2 separate regions of the Mus musculus genome follow, and region 1 is linked to region 2. The links are chromatin contacts, called in public HiChIP or PLAC-seq maps. All regions are on one chromosome and are shown on one strand. The core of a region is the stretch at or near the end of the contact, and the rest is flanking DNA. Distances in the headings are between cores, read along the strand shown.

The links. HiChIP or PLAC-seq counts read pairs in DNA pulled down with a chosen protein or histone mark.
Region 1: a contact with region 2 is called in an H3K27ac HiChIP or PLAC-seq map of heart atrium, with 10 read pairs. The contact joins two enhancer-like sites. A contact is called at or near these places in 9 of 484 Hi-C or Micro-C datasets (DN3 thymocytes, the HL-1 cell line, brain and 3 more), 4 of 115 datasets of contacts at active chromatin or transcription factors (cardiomyocytes, embryonic fibroblasts, heart atrium and 1 more) and 2 of 9 other capture datasets (adipose tissue and embryonic stem cells).

What each region holds. Positions count from the first base shown.
Region 1 is chr4:98,105,589-98,110,762 of GRCm38.p6, forward strand. All of the region lies in intron 10 of Nfia (nuclear factor I/A), which reads left to right. Among named protein-coding and RNA genes, the nearest start is that of Gm34784, 18 kb to the right of the region's middle. Within about 2 kb of position 3,628, at least 126 of the 459 cell types and tissues checked have an H3K27ac peak or open chromatin away from gene starts, as enhancers often do. A contact at or near this core is called in heart atrium, where this site is marked.
Region 2 is chr4:97,884,060-97,888,786 of GRCm38.p6, forward strand. All of the region lies in intron 2 of Nfia (nuclear factor I/A), which reads left to right. Among named protein-coding and RNA genes, the nearest start is that of Gm19417, 17 kb to the left of the region's middle. Within about 2 kb of position 3,367, at least 6 of the 459 cell types and tissues checked have an H3K27ac peak or open chromatin away from gene starts, as enhancers often do. A contact at or near this core is called in heart atrium, where this site is marked.

The DNA.
Region 1 (5,174 bases), core at 2,378-4,877, 220 kb after region 2:
ATAGAAGTCTAAACCAAACCTCTTCCTGCTGGACACTAAAGCTTCTAAAGGCGGATGCCACATTTTCTTTACTCCCAACATTCCCAGACCCTCAAGTCCACGACACCAAGAAAACTGCAGCCTCTTGGTACTTACTGACCAAATGACTAATGGCTCCCAAGTGGTTGATCCTAAAAGGAGAAACCAGGAATGCACGCAGAGGTCTGTCTACTCCTTCTGTGTCAGAGACAGGGGTGCCCCCTTACCCCCCCCCAGCCCCCCTCCTCCAGCTTTTGGCTGATTTGCCAAGGACAACTCATTTGTGCTAAATAGTAGGCTTAGTTCATGCAAACAAGAACAGGAAGCCAGAAATGACTAACTGACTGGATTCGTGTGGTCCAGGAGAGGTAGCATCATCCCCAGGAGGGACAATATAGTAGCTGCACTCAATGCAGACCTGCTTGCTGGGTCCCTTGTGTGGCTGGTAGAGACTGATGTGTTGGAGGGGAGCTTCCTGTATTTTTGTGTTTCCGTTTATATGTGTAAATGTCCTTAAATAACCCACCTTGCCTGGAGAGGAAAGCTAAGCGTCACACCCACTTCTGGATTCCACATTAACAACCTCCTTCCGTGCAGTGTTAAACTTTGCCCCGAAGGGCCTTTTGTTCAACTTTTTAATTTGAAAAACAGATTTTGCTGTCACAGCCCAGCCTGCCCTCCACAGCATGCGTGCGCTCACACACACACACACACACACACACACACACACTGTCTCTCTGTCTTTCTGTCTCTGTCTGTCTCTGTCTCTCTCTCTCCCAAAGTGAAATATCTCAGATCTACTTCTTTTCTGTTTTTAAAATGTATGCCCTGCCCGCTGCGTAGAAAGGGAGACTGTAAGAAAAAGTTGCGTGTGTTAGAATATTGGCAGTTGAGAAGGAAGGTGAGTCCCTTGACTTCATCACCTGTCTCCAGTAGACTCTGGACCAACTCCATTTTGTAAGGCACAAGAGAAGGACCAGCCTGCCACTGTCACAGTGCGGGCTGCCATCTCAGCCCTCTTGTTTAGGATACAGTGGGACGGAGGCTGTTTATGGTTCGTAAATCCTGACTACTGTGAGCATTCCAGAATCCCCACAGAATGGGGCTGGAACTTTCATGGAGCTGTAAATTAAGGGGCGGGAAGTGTGATAAAACTCCTAAGAGAACCGCGCTGCAATGGTTAAATGAAATTTTATAAGCACGTCGCTGGGCGCGGAGCTGTTTTGCATTACATGAGTTGAATACCTTAGAGACACCACATCTGCAGGCACTTTATTAAATCCTGAGTCAGCACTTTCCAACCTGATGAGATTACTTCTCCATCTGACCAGCTAGAAGGAAAGCTGAGCTCTCGGACTGCAGATTTCTTTTGATGTTTCACCTTGAACACTGAAAGAGGACGGGTTCCCCCTCCCACCCCTGGTTCATCCCAAACTGTGGACATTGAGAATGTAACTGGCTAATTTCTTGAAACTAGAGCCTTTGAGGGAGTGTGGATTTATGGGCCACCAAATCAACTGTGGTTGAATGTTCCTGCTGGGGGAGGGGCAATAGATCAAAGCCCAGTGTTTACTGCCTCAATGTAAATGTATCAAGATAACATCCTCTGATGCAGTACTGTAATATTGCCACTCTCGGCAGATAAGGGACAGGGATTCCTTTGTAGTCGCCTGGATACAGTAGGGCAGATTAAGGGCCTATAAAGTATGAAGGCAGAGGCCATATGAAACCCAAGCAGATGTCAGACGTGAGGATGATTTCCTGACTCTCCCTCCACAGATGAGTTTTGCTTCTCGTGTCAGTATCTTCCCAATGACTTGATTCAATCCAAGTATTTCCCAGATTTTCTCAGATCCCTCTCGCTCTCTGTTCTCCTGTCCCAAGAAGAAAGATGCCGAATCCTCCTTTAGTGAGTGCTCTCAGACTTGCTGCGTTTTCAAGTAACGAGATTAAAGGGAAATGCCACAGCAAAGGAGCCTTTCCTCCTATTGCCTTACCCGGCTGAGGCGATTGGCAGTTCTCAGAAGTTTAGGAAAATCCAGGAGCACCTCTGTGTGGGCGGTTGTCACACCTGTCACCACCAGTGTCTTCAACTACAAACTGACAGATAGAAAACTTGGCAAAATGGAGTAATTTCTTATTGCTTACAACTGTTTCTCTACTATATTTCTGCAGATCGTTTACTAAGAGACCTCATTCAAAAAAACAGAAAGAAAGAAAGAAAGAAAGAAAGAGAGAAAGAAAGAGAGAGAGAGAGAGAGAGAAGTTCGTGTGTGGTTCCCCCTAACTGACTTCCCATTCTGGAAGCCCTTGGTCAAGTAGCTGGGTTAATTGTCATGAAGATTAGTGAGATGTTGAAATAAGTACTAATGGTCAAATTACAGGAGTGAAAAGTGGGAGAATAGGTTTTGGTTTGGACCTGAAAGGGTTAATTAAGGTTTTTTCACGGGTTATTAAAGACCCCCAACCCCTGCCTTAGGAGTCATATTGACAGCCCACCACAGGGCAGCTCAGCTCCTCTATTGACATGTTGCTGGTAGGAGCACAATAGCCCCAGTATCTGCAAATCATTGCTAAAATCATCTCAAGGAAAAAAAAGTTCCCAAGCTTTAACATTAGACAAAAGCCCGGGAGTTGCAGTGTGCAGCTCAAAAACCCAGAGTCAGCAACTTCTATTGATTAAAAACTAACCTTTAAAGTAACTCTGAGAGCGTGTGGTTAGCATTTAAATTTAAACATGTCGTGAGTTGATTTGTGTTACTGAATACCAACTCAGAAGGAGTAACATTCACAGTGCGGTTTTTTTTTCTTTCTTTCTTTCTTTTTTTTTTTTTTTTCTAACTCCCTTAAGCAGCTAAAGTATTTCATGAAATGTCAAAAGGGCAGAAAGAAAAAGGGGAGGGGCCAATGCGGGGCCTCATCGTTTTCTTTCCCAGGCAAATATTCACCCCCCAAAAGAAAAGTGTGGAGAGCGAAACACAATAATTAGTCCTTTGTCTAACTTTCTCAAATGCCAAAGAAAGACAGATTAATTAAATATACAACAGTGTTGGTTTTTGGAGCGGGGGTCTAGCTTGCTGGGTAGGTCATAAATTAGGCAGAATAAATACTTCAGTGTGTTTGCAGTGGGCCTGCTACGTCAGAGCCACTGGAAGGTTGGTGGGAGGAGAGTGGCGGGTTTCTTGCTAATGATAGTCACGTCTGGGTCTGTCTGGTTGCTAAGAGCAACCAGACATGATGTAACACCAGGATGAACTTGAACTTGGGGGACTTGAAAAGAGAACAATAGCCCAGAGCAATCAATAAAGCCTATTTCAGTGAAGGGTTACAGAGCTGCTCTGGGGTAACCTTGTGGGCGAGGCACACACTGAATAGTAAGATGTGTGAAGAAACTTTTTTTTTCTTTGCTTTGCTTTGCTTTGCTTTGCTTTGCTTTGCTTTGCTTTGCTTTGCTTTGCTTTGCTTTGCTTTGCTTTGCTTTGCTTTGCTTTGCTTTGCTTTGCTTTGCTTTGCTTTGCTTTGCTTTTTAGCAGAAGTATGTACAGGGCACTGCTGATTTTTGTAATGTCCTGAATGCAGAAACTACGGGACGGAAAACTGCTCCCCCTGGTGACTCGCCAGGTCCCAGGCCTTTGCTTCAGGACTGCCACACTGAAGAAGTCCAGAATTTCACAACTGCCTTAGAAAGCATGCAAACAGATTGGGAACAGCACTTACCACTCAGTTTGAGACTGTTCTGTATAAGAGCAGATATGGAAAGTGGATCTGCGTCAGAGATCAGGAGAAACTTAACGCAGACACGGTTTGCGGTCTGCTTCCCTCCCCTTTCCTTCTTACTGATCTTTCTTTTGTCCACTTAGATTTAGGCCATGCATACTTGCCAGGGTGATTTCTTTTCCAGATATAAGCAGCTTTATTGGGTTCTCCGAAGCGCATGGTCAGAGAGTAAAAGTCTACAGGATGAGTAGTTTTGTGGTTTGAGCTAGGAGTTTTTGTTTTGTTTTGTTTTGTTATAAGCGCCTTTGGAAATCAAAGGTACCTTGTGTGACCAGGAAATTTTACACCATGCCTCCATGGAGCTATCACTTAGCTATTTATCCCTGGGATCAAAGGAGTCCCGACTTTCCCCTAATTGAATCTCCCCGACAAGAGTGAGCTTTAGCCCTCACCTCCGGAATCAGTTCCGACTGACTCAAACCCTGGTGATGTTTTCAATGCAGAACTCACAGCCTCGAAGCTGGTAGGTTTTCTGATGAAAATACTGAATTCTTCAGAATACTTAGAAGAAAGTTGGCAAAAAAAAAAAAAAAAAGTCATACAATTTTTAGCCTCACTTGAGTTTTGAGATTGGTCTATAGTTGCTCATTTTGTTAAGCGAACTCTCTGTGTTGACAAAGAATGTTTCTGAAAGGGACATAAGACTGGCTCCACAGCTGGCAGAAAGCTCCAAGGGCACATTGAGTAGACAGAAACATGAACGAGAACTACAGTGGTTTCATTTCCCCATGAACACAATGGTGCTTCATAAGGTGCCATCTTATTTTATTATGTATCTTTTCTAAGAAAAGAATTTTAAATATATGCCATTGAAAGGATTTGCACCTGGCCGGGCAGTGGTGGCGAATGCCTTTAATCCCAGCACTTGGGAGGCAGAGGCAGGTGGATTTCTGAGTTCAAGGCCAGCCTTGTCTATGAAGTGAGTTCCAGGACAGCCAGGTCTATACAGAGAAACCCTGTCTCGGAAAGAAAAAAAGAGAGAAAGAGAGAAAGAGAGAAAGAGAGAGAGAGAGAGAGAGAGAGAGAAAGAGAAAGAAAGAGGAGGGGAGGGGAGGAGAGGGGAGGGGAGGGGAGAGGAGGGGAGAGGAGGGGAGAAGAGGGGAGAGGAGGGGAGGGGAGGGGAGAGGAGGGGAGGGAAGAAAGGATTTGCACCCATCATGAGGAGCAAGGGGAGAGGCCAGTCTGACTTCCCACCCCCCACCCCCTCCCAGGTCACCAGTGAGTTTTCCACCAGACCTTTCTGTTTTAACTGCTATCATGGGCCACCTACAGAATGTTGTGTTTGTACATTTAGCACCTGTCCTTAGCACCTACACCTCACTGAGAAATATATTGAGAAAGTCATGGAAATAGCTATTTGCTGCAGCCCCAAGCTCACA
Region 2 (4,727 bases), core at 2,117-4,616:
GCAAAGGGGAACAGTGGTGTCTAGATCTCCTTCCATAACAAAGTTTAATGAGTTTCTGCACAGAGGATTTTAGGTTAAAGATTTGTCTGATAGTAAGTGTGAATAGAAATGCAGCTAGAAATGTAAACTATTGTCTTGCTCCAGGATCAATTTCACAGCTAAGTGTGTTCTATGGAACACTTGAGTATTGAGCTGGTGAGAGGGCACAGTGAGTAAAGTCTTTGCTACCCACATGATGACCTGAGTTCCATCCCTGGAACCCACATGGTGGAAGGAGACAACTGACTTCTGTAAGTTGTCTGCTGACCTCCATACATGCACCATGATGCGTGTGTATACTTGTGCATGCTCACATAATACCCAGGTATTGGTATTTATGAATGGTGGTTTTAATGAATGACTCTCACATCTAAGATAATCTGTTTAAGAAATGAACTCCAATATCTTACATTTGTTATGGGGACTTGAGCAGCCCCATCTTCCATGGACTGTCTTTTTGGGGAAGATGTTAACTCAGGACTCACATAGCACCCAGAGCATGTCAATTGCCCAGTGTTCCAAAATAGCAAGTGTGGATGGAGACTTCATTTTCTTGCCTTGTTTTCTAGTTCTGGTAAAATGGAACTTAACTATTCCCTCCCTACATAATAAACTTGTGGTCTTAAACTGTATCAGTGATGTTTTGTTTTGTTTTGTTTTGTTTTTCAAGACAGGGTTTTTCTGTATACCTGGCTGTCCTGGAACTTACTCTGTAGAGCAGGCTGACCTCGAACTCAGAAATCCGCCTGCCTCTGCCTCCCAAGTGCTGGGACTAAAGGCGTGTGCCACCAATGCCTGGCATCAGTGATCTTTTAAGTGAATTATAAGTAGACAAAAAGGAAAGAAGACACAGTGGTGACATTGGGGAAGACTAATAAAATAACTGACCTTATTCTCATGTTTTTAATGGGCCAGTTCCTAGCATCATTTTAGAGATCACAACTGCCTCTTAACTCTGGCGTCAGCAAGAATTTGATACTTCCTTTTGGCCTCCATGGGCACCTCTATACATGATACACGCACACATAGACACACACACACACACACACACACACACACACACACACACACACAGAGAGAGAGAGAGAGAGTGAGAGAGAGAGAGAGAGAGAGAGAGAAATCGAGAGTCTGTCCGTGTAAACCTCATCTGGAAGAGTTTGTAGGAGGTGGACATTGTTTAAGGCTTATTTGTTCTCATTCTACCAAAAGTATGCTCATGAAATTTGTTATGAACGATCTGTTATTAGCATAGATATTCTGTCATTCCAGGTAGTTCAAGAGTATTTTAATGGCCATAATTAAATTTTAAAGTGACATGGTTGTAGATATTATAAGTTGTCTGGTCATTCTGTGATTCATGTGCAAAGAACACGTTGTTATTCTTGTGTTTTATTTATCACTCTTTATTTATATAAAAAATTGCATTTGCACAAGAGAAGAATTAGCAGGATGTAAAATAAAAGAAAATGAAAGTTGCTGATGGGGAGAATATTTTAAATGTCTTTTAGGACGTGGGTGAAAGAGCTTTGCTTAAGATTTCACCATATGCTAACTATAACGCAGCACTTCAACTTATTTACCGCTAGTGCTTCGTGTAAGTCACGTCATTCTGAAAGCCATGGAAACTGCACATTTGTGCATTAACCTATGTAAACAACAAGAACTGGTCATCCATCCAATTGTTGCTTCACTTATTTTGAATTACAGTGCAATTTTGTGGAGGGTGAAGTGGGGATTACACAATATAGTGATTTCCTGTTAACACCTACATTTTTTGCTGATCAAGCAAGGTCTGTTGGTATGAGAGCTTAACCTTTATTTTATTTCAAAATGTGTTTTTTATTCTTAGTTCTGCTGGTGCCTGTGGTTTCACTTTTCTCTGTGAGCCACATGTTAAAACCTGCCCTGTCGAAATGAAGGAGTCAAGCCCTGGAGAAGACATTATAGGCAAACGCTATATTGGAAAGAGCTCAAGAAACTTTTGAGCCTATCAATGATACTATAAAGGGAAATGCATGGGTGCTGACACCTTAGGTGCCCGAAGTACAGAGCAGAGGCAAAGCACAGAGGTCCACAAGAGAATTTACCCACTCCATGCTATAAAACAGAAACGCCTGTGTCCAGTGTGGATGCCTCCTTTCTCTGGGCTCTTCTGCTGGGCTGCCCAGTACATCCCACTTAGCCTTCACGATGCCCCAGATATTTTATGGAACAAGAAGGGGAATGCCTGCTCATCTGTCCATCCTTCCTCGGTTAGCCTACTGCTTTCTCTTCCTTTTGCCATCACACATGGCTTACGTTGCCTTATGCTAGCGACGTCTGGCTTCCATGGTAGTCAGTTGTGTGTGAATTCATCTCTACCAGGCTGTGTTTTCTTGAACACTGGGACCATGTTTTCTTAGTGCTTCTGACAGCTCTTTGTAACAGTGAATGCTCAATAACTGGTATTCAGACTGACTTAAAGAAAAAAAAGAGAAAGAAACAGAAGGAAAAATGTAATTTTGGTAGGATCCAGGTCTTTTAATGGTTATTGGACATTTAGAAAAATGTTTTGACCATTTACCAGGCTCCAGTTGGGCCACTTGGCAGTGAAACCTGTGTTAGGGTAGTCTTTTAAGGGTGCACACTTGCTGTGGACTGAGAATTCCCACTTCGACAAGAGAGCCCTCAGTTTTGCCCTGATGTTTTGCCCCTACCACTATATATCCTAGGAGTTGTTTGCTGACACCACACACCCACGTTTCTAAGGTGAACTGGAGTGGGGGCTCTTCTCTGTCTGGACTGCCCTAGTAATGTGCTATCTGCTTTTCTGCTGCCATCCTTGAAGAGGGTCTGATAGAGAGGAGCTCCTCATTACTCAGCTGTCTTAGGTTCTCGATTCCACAAGGGCTAAAAAGATCAAAATTAAAATTGGGTTTTGATGGGTGAACAAGGTCCAGTCGTCTGGGGGACTAGAAATTACTCAAGTTGCTTCACATCCAGTTTCTAGAAAGCAGTTCTGGAATATAGAATTTTCTATGCACAGTCTCATCCATGCATCTATTTGTAGTTAGAGTATTCGTGTAAGATAATTCTGACATATGACATAGCAGGAGGACGTTCTAGGGGAAAATAATAAGAGGTCTTTCTGTGCAATCCTGGATGGGTAAGCTTCAGGGTGTGTGGCTTCATCTTCATTCCTTAGAAGGCAAAGGAGTAAAAAGGCACTAACATCTGGTTTCATCTCTAGCTCTGAGTGTCTGTGCTATATTTGCTATAGCTCACTGTGGCCCTTGAGTTGATGTGGTTACTGAAGATAAAGAAGCTATTTGGAGACTGGACACTGACCTTGACTTTGGTAGAACAAACCCAGCTGCTTCTCTTTCTTCCCATCCATCCTGTTGCTGTGTGAACATTCTTCTGACATATGCTCAGCGATGCTGCAAACATTTAGGCCAAGCTTTTTTCTCTTTTATAATTTGCTCAGTCCATCACTTCAATGACTCTTTCCTGAGACTTACCATTCTGGCCAGGAGGGCTGTATTTTATTGGCTCAAATACTCTTTACTTTATTGACAAAGCTTAGTAGTGGTGGGCAAATACTTGGCCATATCAGTTGATTTAAATCCCAATGTAAAATATAAATGTATATTGTTGTCAATTTAACTAGGTTATAATGGCTACCCATTCTGCAGATGAGGAATTGGAAACACAGATACATGAATAAGTTTACCCAGGATCATACTGGTAGGATAAAGGTTACAGAAGTGGATTTGAGCCCAGGCATTTGCAATAGTATATTTATATGCCAAAGAATGTTAGTAAGGCCTGGACCATGTGATGGAGAGCAGGCCTTAAACTTGTCCACACATGACCCCCTTTTTACCCAAGAAAAATTTACATCATCTGGCTGTATTAGTATATCAAAAGATATATAACCAAAATTTCACTTATAATTAATTATAATTTCAACAATTCCTTGACAAATTTATGTGTGTGTGTGTGTGTGTATGTGTGTGTGTGTAATTTCACATTTACTAAAGATAAAAATCAAATCTGTATACTAGTGAGATGGAATTGCTTTTGTGTTTTTACATAAAGAACTAAATCTTACTGAGTGTGATGTAGATGCAAAACATCTTCAGTAATTTCAAGTTGATTGAGATTTTGGTTTTATGATCATCAGTGCTAAGAGTTCCGCTTTCCATAAATACACATGTTAAAAGGCAAAAGTGTGTTGAGGACCGTTTTAGAAACTGTTGGTAGTTCTCTCCTAATCCCAAGTCAAATTCATTAAATGATTTATGAAATCCAAATTTGTTTTCCACTACGTTTCTATAGGAGTGGGCAATTTGTATGCACAGTCAAAATGCTGGGATTCATAATACACGGTAGCCTTTAATCTGAGCTGCAGTGTTTCAGTGTCCCCTGATGTTGTGTGTGTGACCATGATTGCAGTGCAGAGTGGGCATGCAGTGTGATCCTTCCATGTTACACATGGTGAGCAGTGCTAGAAATGCCTCACATTTATTACGCATTTTACTTGAGGTAATTTTTGGTTATTGTGGGTTTTTTTTCTCTTTTTGACAAAGTTTTTTCGAACCCCACGTTCACTGATATAACTCCTAGTCGGGTTGCAACCCATACTTTAGGGAGCTGGTGTATAGAGTGTGTCCGTTTTTCTGAAGTCCTTTGAACAGATTTCTCTT